Regions from separate parts of the Mus musculus genome. Here all the other regions are linked to region 4. The links are chromatin contacts, called in public promoter capture Hi-C maps. All regions are on one chromosome and are shown on one strand. Each heading gives the region's core, a stretch centred on a gene start, on an enhancer-like site or on the middle of the called end of the contact. The rest is flanking DNA. Distances are from core to core; before and after follow the strand shown. Region 1 overlaps Ddx39b (DEAD box helicase 39b). Region 2 holds the start of 2310061I04Rik (RIKEN cDNA 2310061I04 gene). Region 3 holds the start of Nrm (nurim (nuclear envelope membrane protein)). Region 4 has its middle 8.2 kb from the start of 2300002M23Rik.

Region 1 (2,709 bases), core at 18-2,517, 320 kb before region 4:
TGTTTGTTTGTTTGTTTTTGTTTTTTAACAAAACTAAGAATGAAACAACCGTGTCTGTGGTGTCTGTAAGTGCTCTGTTCATGGCTTGAACCAGGGTCATTCTGAGGGCCGTGAGCCGGGTTGTGGGGCAGCGTCATTGTCTTCTTTCTAAGGTGGCTGTGGACAGGGAGGCTGGGACACTGCTGGGGCCCGGAGGTAAAGAGAGCAAGCCCCACGTCCTGGTACCTCAGCTCCTTCAGCTGAGTTTCTTGTATCTCCCAGGTATCTAAGCGGGGCCTGGTAGGCCATGCCTGAGCGTGTGTGCACAGGCATGTGTGCACAGGCGTGTGCGTGCATGCGCATTCACGCGCGCGCGCACACACACACACACACACACACACACACACACACACACACACACGCATACTGGCAGCTTAGCTGTGTAAAGAGCCTGGAGTCCCTAGCTGGACTAAGTGTCAACCAGGGCAGGGGCTGGAAGCCTTGGGAAGCTGTGGAGAGGTCTGGCCTGCCTTCCCTTTCTGTTTTTGGTCTGAGGCTCAGAAGGTCATAGGTGAAGCCCAGGCAGCTTCTTACCTCAGCCGTGCATCTGAGGTAGAGCGGGCCTGTTGCAGGATTATCTTGGGGTTCTTGGCAGTGGGGGGGCCGGAGGTGGGAGGTGAAAGTAACAGACCTGAGCTGCTGCTCCCTGGAACCGGAACCGCCTCTCTGTAGACCTTGATTGCACTTCAGGGCCAGGCATTGCTAAGGCACCGGCCCATGGGCCCCCTGCCCGCTCTGACCTGACAGGCTGGAACTTGTGTTGCTGGCTTGAGATCTCAGATCCATACAACTGCAGTTGCACCCTTAGCCTCAGCACAATTGGGTGTTGTGATGGATGCCATGTGGGTGGGCGTGCCTCAGAAGGGGTGGATGGTATTACTCCAGGTCACTTGGGGGAGACACCCATTTCTTCAGACATGCCCCAGAGCACAGGCCTCTGCTCTAAGGTTTGAGCAAAAGTCTCATTCATACCTTCTGTGCCCCTGCCTGTACCTCTCTATGCCTCCCTGGGATAGCAAAGAGGAGGTTGGTCTCTGCGCCGAAGAGCTTCCCCACAGTCAGGGTCTCATCAGGCGGAACTATACATACAGCCAAATGCTTCAGTCTCCGTTTCATTCTTTGTTTTTATTTTCAAAATAGTTTATTAAGTTTTGACAGCATCTATCTAAATGCACTAAGTGTGCATTGCCTATGGTGGCCAGCAGAGGGTGCTGGGTCCCGAGGAGCAGGTTACCAGGAGCTGTGAGCCACCTGACTTGAGAGCAAGTGCTCCTGCCCCTTAGCCCTCTGCTCCTGAGATCCTCATTTCTGAAGAGATCTGGCCACCACATCCTGGTGGGAAGGGATGGATGTTCACAGAGAAAGCCAGAAGACTTGCTAGGTTTCCCCACTCAAGACAATTACCATTAGGGTTCCCTTTGCCCAGTCACGTGTGCTGGATAGTTTTATATGTCAACTTGACACAAGCTATGTCCATCACAGGAGGGAACCTTAATTAAGACAATTCCTCCATAGGACTGGGCTGCAGGCAAGCCTGTAAGGCATTTTCTTAATTAGTGATTGTTGGAGAAGGGCTGGTGGTCCTGGGTTCTATAAGAAAGCGGGACTGGGCACATTCTTGGAAAGGGGAGGGAGGATGGGGAAGGAATGTGTGAGGAGGGGACTAGGAGGAGATGGGGTGCTGCAAAGTGAATACATAATGGAAAAAATGAAAGGGCATGATGGTGCACGCCTTTAATCCCAGCACTTGGGAGGCAGAGGCAGGCAGATCTCTATGAGTTCAAAGCCAGCCTGGTCTTCCAGAGCTGTCAGAGAAACTCAATCACAGCGGTGGGGGTTGGGGGAGCAGGCTGAACAAGCCAGTAAGCAGCCTTCCATGGCCTTCACATCAGCTCCTGCCGCTAGGTTCCTTCTGTGTTTTGACTTCCTTCAATGATGGACAGTGATGTGGAAGTATAAGCCAAATAAATTCTCTCATCCCCAAGATTCCTTGGTCATGGTGTTTACCACAGCAATAGAAACCCTGTGACATGTCACTGTGAGGTTGGTCCTCACACAGTACAGTCTCCATAAAAGCCCTAGCAAGCAAGAGGCCAATGTCTAACAGGAGAGTCCAAGATTCAAATCCTATAATCGGTGCAACCCCTTAACTCTTCCAAAACACCAAAACAGCTGCTGCCCTCTTCCAACTATCTCTAGAAATGTTCTTGCAGGTGGCAGCTGCAGTAGGAGCTAATGAGCCCCCAGATCTATGTAAAAACGAATCAGATGGTGAGGCTGGAGAGGTCACTCAGTGGTTAAGAGCACTGGCAGCTCTCGCAGAGGACATGAGTTTGGTTCATAGCACACACGTGGTAGCTCACAATCATCTGTAATTCCAGTTCCAGGGGAGGGATCTGTCACCTTGTTATGGCCTCCATGGGCACTCCACACACATGGTGCACAGACATATATACAGACAAAATGCTCATACATAAGGTGAGATTTAAAGTCTCAAAAAAAAAGATTCAGTGTTTTCTGTGGGTAATGTTGCTCCGTGGATACAGCATGCATATGATGCACAGATGTGCATGCAAGCAAAACACATACGTAGAAATAAATCAGAAGTTAGAGATGGTTCAGTAGTTAAGAGCATTGGCTGATCTTCTAGAGGAGCCGGGTTCAATCCCC
Region 2 (2,803 bases), core at 102-2,601, 320 kb after region 4:
GGGGCCAGAGCGGGGGGAATGGTAGAGGTCGAGGAGAGAGCTGGTCCTAGGGAAAAGAGAACAAAAAGAAAAAAATCAGACATCTAAGCATGGTGGTGTAGGGGCTACCATGGATTCCAGGCCAGCCAGGGCTACACAGACCTAGTTTTAAAAAACAAAACCAAACAAAGGAACAAGAAATCAGCTCATGCTCCTCCACCCCAGCTGGGCTGATCAGAAGCTTCAAGTCCTACCTGCAGAAGAGAGTTTACCAGAGGAAAGGGAGACATGAGGAAAGAGCGCAGGAGGACAACAGCACCAGGGCCACCGTCCCCAACTTTAGAAAGAACACCTATGATTCCATCATTATCCTGGTTTACTGCTCCATGGGAGAAATGATGCGATCTATATATAACATGTATCAGGATTCTGAAATAGAGCTGTGCAGGGCAAAGAACATCCAAGTGAAGGTGTGAATAGTTCTGAGTTGACTCTGTTGGAACCTCTGGGCACTCTGCCTGCACCTCAGTTTCCAGTAAATAGAGGAGAGGCCTATATAACAGGATGATGAATGTATAAACTTCGTCACCCATAAAGTAGTACATAAACGGAAGCTATTATCATTATATATTACATATATATTCTATATTATCATTTTCTGCACCATTAAATGACAATCGGGCCGATTGCTGAAGGGTGAACTCGGTCACTAACGCTGCTACTGCAAGGATGGCAGGTCACCCGAGGTCAAGCCTGATTCCAAGTCCCTTGGCGCCCAGGAACCCCAGGGGCAGGGGGTCCATGGGGCCTGGCCGAGCCCTCTGGGAGCCTTCCCCGTCGCCGGGGGCGTGGCCGTGCTCCCGCCGTCCCCCGGAGCCCGACCCGGTGCAGCGGCCAGCCTTTCGGGCAGGACCGTTCTGCAGGTGCACCACAGGCCCGCAGTTCCGGCCTCTCTGCCCTGCCCTTCAAGTCACCTCCAGGCACAGGTAAGAACGGCGGGGACCGGGGCCACCCGGGATAGCCGCTCCCCGGACCTCACCGGGAACGCCGGCCCTAGCGGGCCCCGCGCCCCTCACACGTGCAGCACACGGGTGGTCAGGGGCGGCGGGGGCCTCTGCGCCTGCGCGGCCCGGCGCCCCGCCCCTCGGCCGGCTCTGAGGAGGGTCTCCGCCCGCCCCTCCTCACCTGGGGTCGCGCCTGGTAGGCGCGGAGGCAGGGCCCGAGGCGCCGGGCGGCCCCCGGGCTCGGACGGTACATGGTGTTCCGGGAGTGAACGGGCGCCTCCCGCGTCCCGTCTCCGTCTCCTCGCCGGGCAGCGCGCCCCGGAGCCGGCTTCGTGAAGGGGAAAGGAGGGAGGGGGGGGCCGGGGCTAAGGGAGGAAAACGGAGAGACCGTGCGCCTGCGCACAGCGGGCCCGCAGCAGCCCAGGCGCCGCTACGCGGGAGTGCGCTTGCGCACAGCGGGCCGGGGCGCTCCCAGGGCGCCTGCGCAGCCTCTTGTCAGGCCTAGCAAAATGAGGGGAGGTAGGACTGAATATAGTTTCAGGAGAGAGACTGAGGGGCATGTGAATTTGAATAATGACAAGTCACTTTTTGTCGGTAGCTATAGTGATAACAAATAAATACTTTTATTGCTCTGGTTAAAAATAACGATACAAAGGATCTGAGGCTGACAGGCCTGTTGAATGAATGAGTGAATGAATGCATCCATACTGAGGACTAAGCTTTGGCCATGGTTACCAAGGCCTGGTGCTGCGGCGTTCCTGCAGGTTTCGAATGACCCTGGCGTTCATTATGTCCCCACCCACCGTCCAGGACTGGGGGGGTGGCGCCTGGGCCCTTGGAGCACCTGTCTGTGTAGGCTCCTCCCCAGACCCATCCAGTAACAAGACCCGATCCTCACTGGCCGACCTGGTGGGCAGGGAGATGAAGCGTGTGTTAGAGCTGCTAACGGGGAATTACGCTGAGACAATTCTTCAAGGTTGTGGGTGCAGGGTAATGTACAGACACCTGTTGGGTTTTAAGGCTGGGACAGTTACCACGGTGTCCAAACTTAAGTACTCAGAGCACGACAGAGGGGAAAAACACCAGAATTCAAGCCACAAGGAAGAAGGCTTATACGACGTTAGGTAGAAAGATGTGTGGGGGAAACTGGTATCCAGTTCACACAGACTTAGGAGGAAGCAGGAGGAGTAGTGTTAGGCAGTGTCAGAAGGTGCTGGCAGCTGTTAAGGGGGAGGTGTAGACCTCACCTATCCTCCGCTTCCTGTTCCCCCTGCTTCCGTTCTTGGTTGCCTGTGGAAATACCAGGCATCTAGGGAGACTGTAGTCGTATGTGTGTGTGACCTATTTGGTTGGAGAATAAGAAAAAGTGGCTACTTACCTGTACCCAGGAATGAGGTATTGAATCCCCCATGGCGGCTGTAGTGGCAGCTTTGGGCTACCAGCCCCCAGGGAGTCCCCCTGTAGAAGAAACGGGAGATGAAGGGGAAGAGGCTCAGGATGAAAAGGTGGCATGGAGGGGTCAGAGGAGAAAGGAGGGATAGCGTGGGAACAAAGACGATGGGCAGCTACCTCCCTAAAGGATTCTTGTCTAAGACTTCTAGCAAAGGTAGGGGAGGGCTTATTTTATACTTCAAGATTTCCTGTACCATCCTGCACTGTTGCTTTGCTCTAACTGGGATGGTGTGTGATGTGATCTAATTATGTCAAAAACACTTGGGCATGCAGGAAGGAGCTTGCTGAACCATGGTGCCTGAATGTGTGAACTCCCTTAAAATGATTCTTTTAAATATAAGAACTCGGGGCTGGCGAGATAGCTCAGC
Region 3 (2,700 bases), core at 71-2,570, 290 kb after region 4:
TAGGCTGGGCTGGATGGACAGTGAGCCTTAGGCATTTGCCTCCCTAGAGCTTGCATTATGATTTAAGGAGGAAACAGGTTAAAGAGAAACCACACATAGTCAACTGCTTGTTTCCCACCTATAAGCTCTTCTGGGACCACTTCACAGTGTCTAGAAGATCAGTGGAGCCAGGATGTGATGCTAGGCCATAATCCCAGCACTTGGAGGCAGAGGCAAGAGGATCTGCTCAAGATGATTCTCAGCTACATAACAGCAAGTTCGAAGCCATCTTGCGCTACATGAAGATTCTGCCATTAAGGCGTGTACCACCACCTGGCTAGATTCTGCCATTAAAAATATATATACATTTTTTTTTTTTTGAGCAGTCCAAGTGGGGGCTGGAGAGAGCTCAGTGGTTGAGGGTACTGGGCTCTTCCAGAGGACCTGGGTTCAAATACCAGCACCCACATGGCAGCTCACCACTGTTACTCCAAGATCTGACACTCACATAGTTGCAAGCAAAACATCAATACACATAAAGGCAAAATAAATGTAAGTACAGAACTTCTTCAAAAACATTCACAGATGGAGCCCACTCAATACATTTCCCAAGCAGAGATCAGGGTGGGGAGGAAAAGTGCTATACAATGCATTAGAACTTGGTCCAGACGTCTTGGGAGCAACCAGCCTCCCTGCCCTTGCTCTATCTGTAATCTGAGAGAATCAGCTCTTGTCTTCTGAGGACCCTGTACTTGGATAGCTATGGTGATTGAGCCTTTCATTACTCGGTCTTTGGTTTTAGAGACAGGGTTTCTCTGTGTAGCCTTTGGCTATCCTAGAACTGACTATATAGGCCAGGCTGGCCTGGAACTTGGAGATCCATATGCCACCATCTCCCGACCTTGTCTCTCTCTCTCTCTTTTTTTTTTTAATGGCTTTTTCGGAACCGGTCTCCATATGCAGTCCAAGCTAACTTCAAATTCTCCTGCCTCACCCTTCCGAGTACTGGAATTACAGGCACGAGCCACCACACCCAGCTCTAAAACGGTCACTATACAAAAATCTATGTTGGGCGGGGTGGCGCCGTTTGTAACCCCAGCACATCAGGGATTGAGGCTGGAGAATAAGGAGTGATTATCTTTAAAAACAAGATGTTCTTTATGTTTCCACGCAAGGGAGGCTCTGTCTTCACTTTCCTCGAGAACACTGACAGCGCTGAGATTCGACCCACAAGGGTAGCCGCAGACCAGCTGCCCTGACGACGCCTGGGATTCCAACTCCGCGCTGTGACGCGCCGCTCGCGGTCCCCGCCTTGCCGCCAGCACCCCCAAGGAGGCGGGACCTGGGCAGGGCCAGCAGTCGCGGGAACCCTGAGCCCGCCTTCTCCTCAGGCTCCGCGCTGCTCGCCATGGCACCGGCGCTGCTGCTGGTTCCTGCGGCCCTCGCCTCCTTCATCCTGGCCTTTGGCACCGGAGTGGAATTCGTGCGTTTCACCTCCCTGAGGCCGCTGCTTGGAGGGATCCCGGAGTCTGGCGGTCCCGGTGAGCCGCAGGGATCCAGGGCGAGCTGAAGCGGAGAGGAGGAGCCGAAGCAGCGTGGCGAGGGCGGGGCATGGAAACAAATGACAGGGAAACCGCCAAAGCTGGGAGGCGCTGCTGGGAAGGGAGCGGAGGCTAAATCAGAAACTCCAAGATTAGTCTTGTGCAGAAAGCTGCGAGTGAAGACTGACAGAGTACGGCCCGGGGTGGGGGTGGGGTTTTGTGAGGAGAGCCAGGGGAAGGAGAAAGATAAAAAAGGGGAAACGCTGCTAGAAAACCCCAGACAGCGAGATGTGGTAGCTCACACCTTTAACCCTATTATTGGAGGGGGCAGAGGCAAACGGATCTCTTGATTGAAGGTCTATCATTACTGATTTCAAGGCCTGATCTATTGAGTGAGGACTATGTATGTAGAGATACCCTGTCTTGGAAAAGCAAACAAGAAAACCACACCAAAGACCACTTCCCTAGTCTCCTTGCTTGCTTGTGTGTGTGTGTGTGTGTGTGTGAATGAATATAATTGTGGAATGTGTGCTTGTGCTCCTGTGTGTGCAGTGCAAACGGCTGCTGAAGGACAACCTTGAGTTGTTTGTTTGTTTGTTTTTGGGTTTTTTTTTTCAGGGTATTTCTATGTATCCCCAGCTGGCTTGGAATTCAGAGGCCTATGTATTCTTTTTTTTTTTTTTTTTTTAAGATTTATTTATTTATTTTGGTGTTTTGAGACAGGGTTTCTCTGTATAGCTCTGGCTGTCCTGGAACTCACTCTGTAGACCAGGCTGGCCTCAAACTCAGAAATCCGCCTGCCTCTGCCTCCCGAGTACTGGGATTAAAGGTGTGGGCCACCATGCCTTTCTTTCTTTCTTTCTTTCTTTCTTTCTTTCTTTCTTTCTTTCTTAAGATTTATTTATTTTATGTATATGAGTAAACCTTAGCTGTCTTCAGACACACCAGAAGAGGGCATAAGATCCTATTACAGATGGTTGTAAGCCACCATGTGGTAGCTAGGAATTGAACTCAGGACCTCTGGAAGAGCAGCCAGAGCAGCCAGTGCTTATTGAGGGGGGAGGGGGGAGACAGGGTTTCTCTGCATAGCCCTGGCTGTCCTGGAACTCACTGTAGACCAGGCTGGCCTCGAATTTAAAAATCCACCTGCCTCTGCCTCCTAGCCAATGCACTCTCTCTC
Region 4 (2,775 bases), core at 272-2,771:
TACATAAAAAAAAGAACTTTTTTTAAATACATGTTTGAGTGTTTGGCCTGCATGTACACGTGTGTACTGCACGTTTGCCCAGTGTCCACTGAGGTCAGAAGAGGGCACCAGACTCCCTGAAAGTGGACTTGCTGATGGTCGTGGGCCTCCTGTGGGTGCTGGGAACTGAAACCCTGTCCTCTACAAGAGCAGCGAGTCCTAACTGAGCCATCTCTCTGGACACATGAGACCTTCATCTCCTTAAGCGGAGACTAGGATTTGAACCACAGACAAGGTGCTGGCATCAGATGAAAGCTGGTGGTAAGATGCTTTTCTCCTGGGAAATAAGCTCGTAGCCTAGTGACAGAGCACTTGCCTGCCGTGCATGGGGCCTTGAGTTTGGTCTCCAGGACTGGAAATAAAGAGAACTAATTAATTCATCTGCTGACTACCTTTAAGGTAGACAAATGATATAAGGTTCCCGAATTTGATGATTTATATACATTGTATCTTACTTAATTGTTTTGTTTTTGTTTTCGAGGCATCTATTATGTAACCCAGGCTGGCCTTCTACTAGCTGTGTAACTAGGAGTAGCCTGGAACTCTTAAGACCTCTTGCCTCTACTTCCCAATGCTCATTTATGTGTATGTGTGTGTCTGTATATATGTATATATATAAATTTAATATATAATATAAAATATATAACATGTAATAGATGTAATAGGTAATGTTTAATGTGTAATATATAATGTGATATGTAATATAATATATAATATGCAATATATAAAGAATATGTAACTCTTTAATATCTGTGTGTATATATACATATACACACACACATATGTGTGTGTGTGTGTGTGTGTGTGTGTCTGTGTGTGTGTGTTCTTTAAAACTTTTGCCAGGCACGATGGTACACACCTTTAATCCTAGCACTTGGGAGACAGAGGCATGTGGATCTCTATGAGTTCTAGGCCAGTCAATGCTACATAATGAGTCTTTATCTCAAAGAAACTGTTGGGTTTTTTTTTTTTAATTTTGTATATGTGTGTGTACCTGTGTGTCTATGCAGCAACTGACCTGCACCCCGATTTCTCCACTGCTGAGCTGTCTTCCCAGCCCACATTTACCCCTTGGAACGCTGAAGGGGCCGGGAGGGAGGAAGTGTGGGTGAGCAAGGAGGGAGAACTGGAGGCTCTCAGGGGCTTCAGTAAGGAAAGGGTGCTGTGTGTATTCAGGACAACTGAGGTGCCTGAAGCTTGCCAGGAGCCGACTCCAGCCGGCCGGGCGGGCGAGAGTCATGGGAGGAAGTGACTCCTCAGATGTTTCTATAGGGGCTGGCCCGGTGCGCGCACACGAGGGAGTTATCTTTGTTTAATTATTAAATGTGTTTCCTGTTTATGCTCTTCTTTCTCACATGGGGATTCTCGTGGCCTCCTGCCGGGTGCTTAGTCAGTCTCTTAATTGTCTCATAAGGGCAGGCTCTGTCACCTCCAAGCCAGGCATCCAGATCATCACTCCCTAAAGGTGAGCTGAGTGCCATCCCGACCCGGAGCGCGCATTAGAGGTCGGCTCTGTGTAGCCAGCCACCCAGTGCTCTGGGCTGGGCTGATTTTGCTCCTTACCCTCACCTTGGGTAGGCACGGCCTGACACTCAAAATGTTTGCTGGGCCAAATAAGTTCATAAATGCTGCAGGCACCCGCCCACTGACCCGCCTGCTGACCTACCAAGTGACCTGCCCTTAAAACCGGGCTGACTATGCACCCTGTGCTTCGCATCCACCCACCTCTACCTCCGTCTAGTAAATGGTCCATCCGCCCACTAGATTCTAGTTCCAGAGGGTGTTCACAAAATCTGGGGCGACTTAGGAGACTACGGGGTCAGGGATAGACAGACAACAGGGTCAGGGATGGATAGACAGACGGGAAAGGGAAGGTGTGCTTGCTTCAGAGGAAAACTAAAACTGAATTGTCTGTGGTGCTTTTAAAAGTTGCTGTAAAAGAGCTGGTAAGATGGTCTGTGGGTCAGGTGCTGCCTCCCAGGCATGGCGACCTGAGTCTGATCTCCAGCTTATGCATTAAAAAGCTGGGAGTGGGGCTGGAGAGCTGGCTCAGCAGTTGAGAGCACTGGCTGTTGTTGCAAAGGGAACCTCAATTTGTTTTCCAGCACCCACATGGCAGCTTACAACCATCTTTACCTACGGTTCTAGGAGATCCAATGCCCTTTTCTAACCTCCACAGGCACCAGGCATGAACATAGTGCATATACACGCGTGCATTCATACACATAAAATAAAAATAAATATTTTAAAAGACGTATTTATTATATTTATATGAGTACACTGTAGCTTTTTAAAAAAGGATTTATTTATTTATTTTATGTGAGTCCATTGCTGTCTTCAGACACACCAGAAGAGGTCATCAGATCCCACTACAGATGGTTGTGAGCCACCATGTGGTTGCTGGGATTTGAACTCAGGACCTTTGGAAGAGCAGTCGGTGCTCTTAACCTCTGAGCCATCTCTCCAGCCCCAATAATAAATATTTTTAAAACGCTGGGTGTGATGGAGAATGGTTATAAACCCCAGTGCTGGAGAGAAGGAGGCAATAGGGTCCCTGGGAGTCACGATGGAGAATCAGCCTGCTCCAGGTCCCAGTGAGAGACTCTATCTCAGAATACAAGGTGGCTGGATAGTATACTGGAGAAGAAACCACACTGGAGGTTGCCCTCTGACCTTCACGCTCAGGAGCATCTGCACACGCGTGCGAATATTAACTTAAATAGTTTTGCTAAGACT

What was found. Promoter capture Hi-C pulls out the DNA fragments that hold promoters and counts their contacts.
Region 1: a contact with region 4 is called in a promoter capture Hi-C map of stem cell-derived epiblast-like cells, with 3 times the contacts expected there. The contact joins two enhancer-like sites. A contact is called at or near these places in 6 of 39 promoter capture datasets (the SN4741 cell line, embryonic stem cells, hippocampal neurons and 2 more) and 2 of 484 Hi-C or Micro-C datasets (both in cortical neurons).
Region 2: a contact with region 4 is called in a promoter capture Hi-C map of stem cell-derived epiblast-like cells, with 3 times the contacts expected there. The contact joins the promoter of 2310061I04Rik here to the enhancer-like site in region 4. A contact is called at or near these places in 9 of 39 promoter capture datasets (the 3T3-L1 cell line, 3T3-L1-derived adipocytes, the SN4741 cell line and 4 more), 3 of 484 Hi-C or Micro-C datasets (the G1E-ER4 cell line and embryonic stem cells) and 1 of 115 datasets of contacts at active chromatin or transcription factors (embryonic stem cells).
Region 3: a promoter capture Hi-C map of stem cell-derived epiblast-like cells shows a contact between it and region 4, with 4 times the contacts expected there. The contact joins the promoter of Nrm here to the enhancer-like site in region 4. A contact is called at or near these places in 12 of 39 promoter capture datasets (the 3T3-L1 cell line, the SN4741 cell line, cranial neural crest and 6 more), 19 of 484 Hi-C or Micro-C datasets (the N1E-115 cell line, cerebral cortex, cortical neurons and 4 more), 5 of 115 datasets of contacts at active chromatin or transcription factors (T-cell acute lymphoblastic leukemia, embryonic stem cells, forebrain and 2 more) and 1 of 9 other capture datasets (embryonic stem cells).

The regions. Positions count from the first base shown.
Region 1 is chr17:35,253,639-35,256,347 of GRCm38.p6, forward strand. Ddx39b (DEAD box helicase 39b) reads left to right here. Exons shown (of 11, transcript NM_019693.3): 11 at 1-69. Among named protein-coding and RNA genes, the nearest start is that of Mir8094, 3.7 kb to the left of the region's middle. Within about 2 kb of position 1,268, at least 15 of the 459 cell types and tissues checked have an H3K27ac peak or open chromatin away from gene starts, as enhancers often do. A contact at or near this core is called in stem cell-derived epiblast-like cells, where this site is marked.
Region 2 is chr17:35,896,027-35,898,829 of GRCm38.p6, forward strand. 2310061I04Rik (RIKEN cDNA 2310061I04 gene) reads right to left here and starts at 1,352. Exons shown (of 6, transcript NM_001033630.1): 1 at 1,165-1,352; 2 at 1-46. The coding sequence starts at 1,236. It overlaps Atat1 (alpha tubulin acetyltransferase 1), which reads right to left. Exons shown (of 13, transcript NM_001142744.1): 11 at 2,362-2,441; 12 at 2,231-2,273; 13 at 1,569-1,889. The coding sequence ends at 1,715.
Region 3 is chr17:35,859,998-35,862,697 of GRCm38.p6, forward strand. It overlaps Nrm (nurim (nuclear envelope membrane protein)), which reads left to right and starts at 1,321. Exons shown (of 4, transcript NM_134122.2): 1 at 1,321-1,520. The coding sequence starts at 1,388.
Region 4 is chr17:35,574,255-35,577,029 of GRCm38.p6, forward strand. No RefSeq gene overlaps it. Among named protein-coding and RNA genes, the nearest start is that of 2300002M23Rik, 8.2 kb to the left of the region's middle. Within about 2 kb of position 1,522, at least 7 of the 459 cell types and tissues checked have an H3K27ac peak or open chromatin away from gene starts, as enhancers often do. A contact at or near this core is called in stem cell-derived epiblast-like cells, where this site is marked.